2 separate regions of the Sus scrofa genome follow, and region 1 is linked to region 2. The links are chromatin contacts, called in public HiChIP or PLAC-seq maps. All regions are on one chromosome and are shown on one strand. Each heading gives the region's core, a stretch centred on a gene start, on an enhancer-like site or on the middle of the called end of the contact. The rest is flanking DNA. Distances are from core to core; before and after follow the strand shown.

Region 1 (2,700 bases), core at 123-2,622, about 20 Mb after region 2:
GTAGGCACTTTAGAGAGGGCTGCTGAATGACTGGCTGGATGAACGACTTTTCTCTTCCAAAAACCTGAGCCTCTCCCATCCTCTGTTCCCCAGGTGCTAGGTGTGATTTAGCTTCCTCAGCACTGTGATAGGCAGGGGCCATGCAGGCAACTTACCAACAATGGCACAGACTGTTTTACTGAAGAAGGGGGATAAATCCTTTTTAAATTCCCTTGAGCCCCTCTTATTTTAGTATCCATTAACTCTAATTTTTTTTTTAATCTTTTTTTAGGGCCGCACCCACAGCATATGGAGGTTTCCAGGCTAGGGAACCTACACCACAGCCACAGCAACGCCAGATCTGAGCCACCTCTGCGACCTACACCACAGCTCAGGGCAACGCCAGATCCTTAATCCACTGAGCAAGGCCAGGGATGGAACCTGTGTCCTCATGGATGCTAGTCAGATTCGTTTCTGCTGAGCCACGACGGGAACTCCAGTACCGGTTAACTTTAATTTTTAACTTCAAACTCCCCCAATTTAACCTCAGGAAACCCCAATACAATTCAAGGCCACAAATATTATTGGTTTGAGTGAAGGGAGTTGCTAAAAAGATGATCAGGCTGTGTCCTTGCCCTCTCTGAGTTCCCGATCCAGACTGCATTTGACAAGACAAGCGTGCTGAGCAGGGAGTTTACATAAGGGTTGAGAGCAATGGGGACACTGTGGAGAAGGGACCTCACCCCGTGAGCTGCCTTATAAACTCCAGAGCAGAGTCTGGGGCCCCATGCCACCCTCCCTAGGTTTAATGCTGAGATGGCACTCCCGGAGGCTGACATGAAAGCAGCCTCATCAAAGGGTCAGCGTCATTAGGGTGATGAACCAGTTGGTGCTTGGAGATCCAGAGGGGATGAAAGGCGCGGTGTGAAGACGCCCTGCGTTCCTCTGGCTTGGTTGGGCAGGGCTTCTAGGGGCCGATGAACGCTGGGGAAGAAGGACTCAAAGTGTCTCTTCTTTCCTTTCGTGAAGGAAGCTGTGGACACACTCTCAAGGTCGAAAAGATAGTAGTGGGGGGGGGGGGCTCTTTCCCTCCAGGTCACAGGATCCCTACCCAGTCCGACTCTCCGAGCCTCACGGGAGACTCTCTAGGATTGGAAGTTGTTATGGCAACGAGGCTCTCAGAATACTGAGAAAAGCCAAAGCCTAGAGAGGAGACAGCAGCCTGTATCCCTCGTCCGACCCAAGGGTAAAGTGGCGCCCCCTACGCACAGGAACCGTCTCTGGGTCCCCGCCCCAGGGCGGAGACCACCGTGGACCTCCGAGGGCGGGAGGCCGCTCTGGCCCCAAGCAGAGCCTCTCGCTGGTAGACGGGCCCGAGGGAACCCCTCTGGGCGCAGCGCCGCCGAGCTGCTCGATGGTCCGACCGGAAGTGCTCTTCACCGCCGGCCTCCCACCCGGCTCTCTGGTCCCGGCGGTAAGATGGCGGCTGCCGCGGAGTGCGATGTGGTAATGGCGGCGACCGGGCCAGAGCTGCTCGACGACGAGGAAGCGAAGAGGTAACCGGGTGGCAGGGTAGGGGAACGGGCGAGCTTAAGCTCCGTGGCTCCGGGAACCCCGTCCTTGCCGTGGTGCAGCCCCTGTCGAGGCGATGCCCCGCCCTCCGAGACCCCCCCCCCCCAATCTGGGCTCGAGTCCGGATGGACCCCCTGAAGGGGCGCTCTCGGAGGTCGGCCCTTCCCTCCAGCTTCCGCCTGGCTGGGGAGCTGAGGCTCGGCCTTGTTTCCCCAGCAGAGAGGAAGGTCGTCCTCATTGCAGAGGCCAGGTCTCTGAGGGGATCTGGGAGGTTTGTTGCGGGGTGGGGGAGGCGGCGCAGTGGTGATGACGACTTCTTACATCGCCCCCGACCCCCTCCTCCTCTTGCTAACTTCTGCACATTGTTGTCTATCAGCACTTTGCATCGCCAGAACCCTCTTTTCTCTCTCCCTTTCCTCCGTAGTTATACCCCAGCGAGTACTAGTCTGGCCCGAGGTGATTGTGTGTCTTCATTATTGACCTGGTGGCCCCTCGGTTGCCCTAGAAGTTGAAGGTGATAAAGAAGGGTGAGGGGCTTGTCTCATGGTCTGCACGCCCAGCCCCCCGTCCCCCTCCGTCCTTCCTAAGATCCTCATTTTCCCCAGGACTATTTCTTAAGCAGCAAGAAGGAGGCCAGCTGCTTGGGCGCTGTTGGCGCTGCTGGGCAGCCGCAGTGGCTCGAGATTGCCAGTCCGGACTAGCCAAGGGAGCTGCTGAGTGAGTGGTTTTCGAGAACACTCTGGGTTTTGGCTACAGCTAAAGCAGGTTATTGGAGTGGGGTTGGAACACAGTTGTGGGTAGTCATACTTGTCCTAATGCTGGAGCGGAATTCACGAAAAGGTTCTGGAAGTTTGGAGCCCTTTCCTTATCAGGCGCAACTTAATTGACTACGGTTCCCTCGTTCTCCTTCCTACTTATTGCATATCTTTATATCAAGCCCATATGGCTTCAGTCTGGGTGGTTTCAGGTGGTGCGTAGTTCATGAGATCTGCAGTCAGGATTCTGAGGGGTATTTTGTTTGTTTGTTTGTGTGTTTTTACTGTCCAGGTTTGAAACATAAGGGGTGCTCAGGGAGGCAGATGAATAGTTACCAAGTTTAAGGATGGTTATTGCAGTCAGTGTCCCAAGTTCCTGACCTCTTGGAAGCCA
Region 2 (2,700 bases), core at 101-2,600:
CGGGTGAGGAGAGAACCTGGCCACCCAAGGCGAGACCGGGTGGGAGCCAGGCACTAGAGCCACAGCCTATGCACGGCAAGCCCGGCCTGCACTCACCTCTGGGGCGGCGGCGGCAGGGGGAGCGCCAGGGGCCACGGCACCCATGGGCATGAACCCAACGTCCTGGATCTTCAGCGTTTTCTGCAGGACAGAGAAAAGCACTCTCAGAAGCAGGCGCCACACTGGATGTGCCTGGTCGCAGCAGGCACAGTCTCGAGGAGCCCCCCACCCCCCGCAAAGGGGCCACGAGGTGGGGCGCCTGGCCAGTACCTTCAGGAGCTCGTTGAGGTCTGAGATCTCCAGGAGCGTAAGGCTGGCAATGTCCTGAACCAGCTGCTGGATTTTGGGGGGATACTCCTTGGGGGCGTTATCCAGGGGGGCCCCAGCAAGAGCCTCCCCCTTTCGATGGCTGCTGCATCTCATCAACCGCACACCGCACAGTCTCGGTCCCTGGTGCCTGAATCCCGTTCAAACAGAGCCATCAGCCTGCACAAGCCAGGCACGCAGGTGCCTCAGGCTCAGATCTAGTTTCCCCGTCCGAACCCAGGGATCTCACACTGCAGGACCCACACAGCTAACAAAAGGGACTTCCAATTACTTTGGACTTTTTCAAAGACCTTAAAAACGCACGTAACTGTTTGCAAAACCGCTCTCTACAACGTTACTTTCGCTTTGGATAAGCTGCACCAATTTGTGGAGACTAGACAAACACTTGAAGGCGCTTTGCCACACAACGCCTTTCAGGACGTGGGGTTCTTGGCGGCCGAACGCCAGCCAGATCCACTCACGGGAGTCCCGCCACGTCACTGCGCTGCCGGGGAAACTGAGGCCCAGAGAGGAGCAGAAACCCGTCCAAGGTCATCCAGGGCCACGCCGGCACGCTCAGCGGCCCACGTGGTTAGGCGGCTGGCAGGAAGGACCCTTGCGCCCTCTACTCCTGCAGGGACCAGCCGCTCGAGGAGGGGGGCAGCCAGCCAGCCGCCCAAGACGCCGCCCCCACCTGCACCTGCAGTGTCCGGCCGAGAGCACCCACACTGCCCGTCCGCCCGGGCCTCGGCAGCCCGCGGTACCTGGCGACGCGGAGCGCAGCGGCCCGAAGCCCGAAACACGGCCCCCACAGGGAGCTTGCAGCCGCCGGCAGCATCGCTCCGCAGGCGGGAAGGTCACACGCGGGTCCCAACAGGAGGGACTCCCTAGCGGCCTCAGCCACCAGGCATTCAAGCTAGAAAGGACGCTCTAGCCGGCTGGACAGCCGAGCTGGGGGTAAGACGCTCTAGCCGGCTGGGTCGTCGGAAACACAAACTCTATCCTTCCGGACCACCGAGCATACGCGCTGCGGGAGGACTCTCTAGCCCCCGGAGCCAAAGGGCACATGCGCTGAGGGGAGACGCTCTAGCCGACCAGACGGCCGAGCATTAGCGCTGAGAGGACACTCTAGCTGGCTGGAGTATACGAGCGGAAGGCCGACCTTTTAACCAGCCGGACGGCTGAGCATACGCTTTGGGGGCGCTCTAGTCGGCGGGACCGTTGAGCCGAAGCGCTGGGGGGGATTCTCTAGCCCCCAAAACCAACAAGCATAAAAGCTGAGAGGACACTCTAGCCCCGAGAAGGAAAGAGCATACGAGCTGAGGGTCGACGCTCTAGCCGGCCGGACCTCCGAGCATACGCGCTGCGAGAGGACTCTCTAGCCCCCAAAACCAACGAGCATAAAAGCTGAGAGGACACTCTAGCCGGCTGGAGCAGACGAGCTGAGGGTCGACACTCTAGCCCCGAGAAGCAAAGAGCATACGAGCTGAGGGTCGACGCTCTAGCCGGCCGGACCTCCGAGCATACGCGCTGCGGGAGGACTCTCTAGCCCCCAAAACCAACGAGCATAAAAGCTGAGAGGACACTCTAGCCGGCTGGAGCAGACGAGCTGAGGGTCGACACTCTAGCCCCGAGAAGGAAAGAGCATACGAGCTGAGGGTCGACGCTCTAGCCGGCCGGACCTCCGAGCGTAGGCGCTGCGGGAGGACTCTCTAGCCCCCAAAACCAACGAGTATAAAAGCTGAGGGGACACTCTAGCCCCGAGATTCAAAGAGCATACGAGCTGAGGGTCGACGCTCTAGCCGGCCGGACCTCCGAGCATACGCGCTGCGGGAGGACTCTCTAGCCCCCAAAACCAACGAGCATAAAAGCTGAGGACACTCTAGCCGGCTGGAGCATGTGCGCTGAGGGTGTACGCTCTAGCCGGCCGGACCGCCAAGCATACGAACTGAGAGGACGCTCTAGTTTGCTGGAGCATACGAGCTGAGGGCCAAGGATCTAGCCCCTAGAAACAAAGAGCATACGAGATGAGGGTCGACACTCTAGCCGGCCGTACGGTCGAGCATATGCACTGGGGGGAAAACTCTCTAGCCCCTAGAACCAACGAGTTGAGAGGACACTCTAGCCAGCTGGAGTATACGAGCGGAAGGCCGATCTTTTAACCGGCCGGACGGCTGAGTGTACGAGTTGGGGGGCGCTCTAGCCGACCGGACCACGAGCATGAGAGCCGGGGCCCGATTCTCTAGCCCCCAGAACCAACGAGCATACGAGCTGAGAGGACACTCTAGCCGGCTGGAGCAGACGAGCTGAGGGTGGACGCTCTAGCCCGTCGGACCGAGCATATGAACTGGAGAA

Evidence for each region. HiChIP or PLAC-seq counts read pairs in DNA pulled down with a chosen protein or histone mark.
Region 1: a contact with region 2 is called in an H3K27ac HiChIP or PLAC-seq map of skeletal muscle, with 10 times the contacts expected there. The contact joins the promoter of DNAJC7 here to the promoter of MRPL12 in region 2. A contact is called at or near these places in 1 of 47 Hi-C or Micro-C datasets (retroperitoneal adipose tissue) and 1 of 2 datasets of contacts at active chromatin or transcription factors (skeletal muscle).

What each region holds. Positions count from the first base shown.
Region 1 is chr12:20,724,565-20,727,264 of Sscrofa11.1, forward strand. DNAJC7 (dnaJ homolog subfamily C member 7) reads left to right here and starts at 1,373. Exons shown (of 15, transcript XM_003131409.5): 1 at 1,373-1,535. The coding sequence starts at 1,459.
Region 2 is chr12:1,202,467-1,205,166 of Sscrofa11.1, forward strand. It overlaps MRPL12 (39S ribosomal protein L12, mitochondrial), which reads right to left and starts at 1,351. Exons shown (of 5, transcript XM_021066454.1): 1 at 1,110-1,351; 2 at 310-496; 3 at 97-180. The coding sequence starts at 1,183.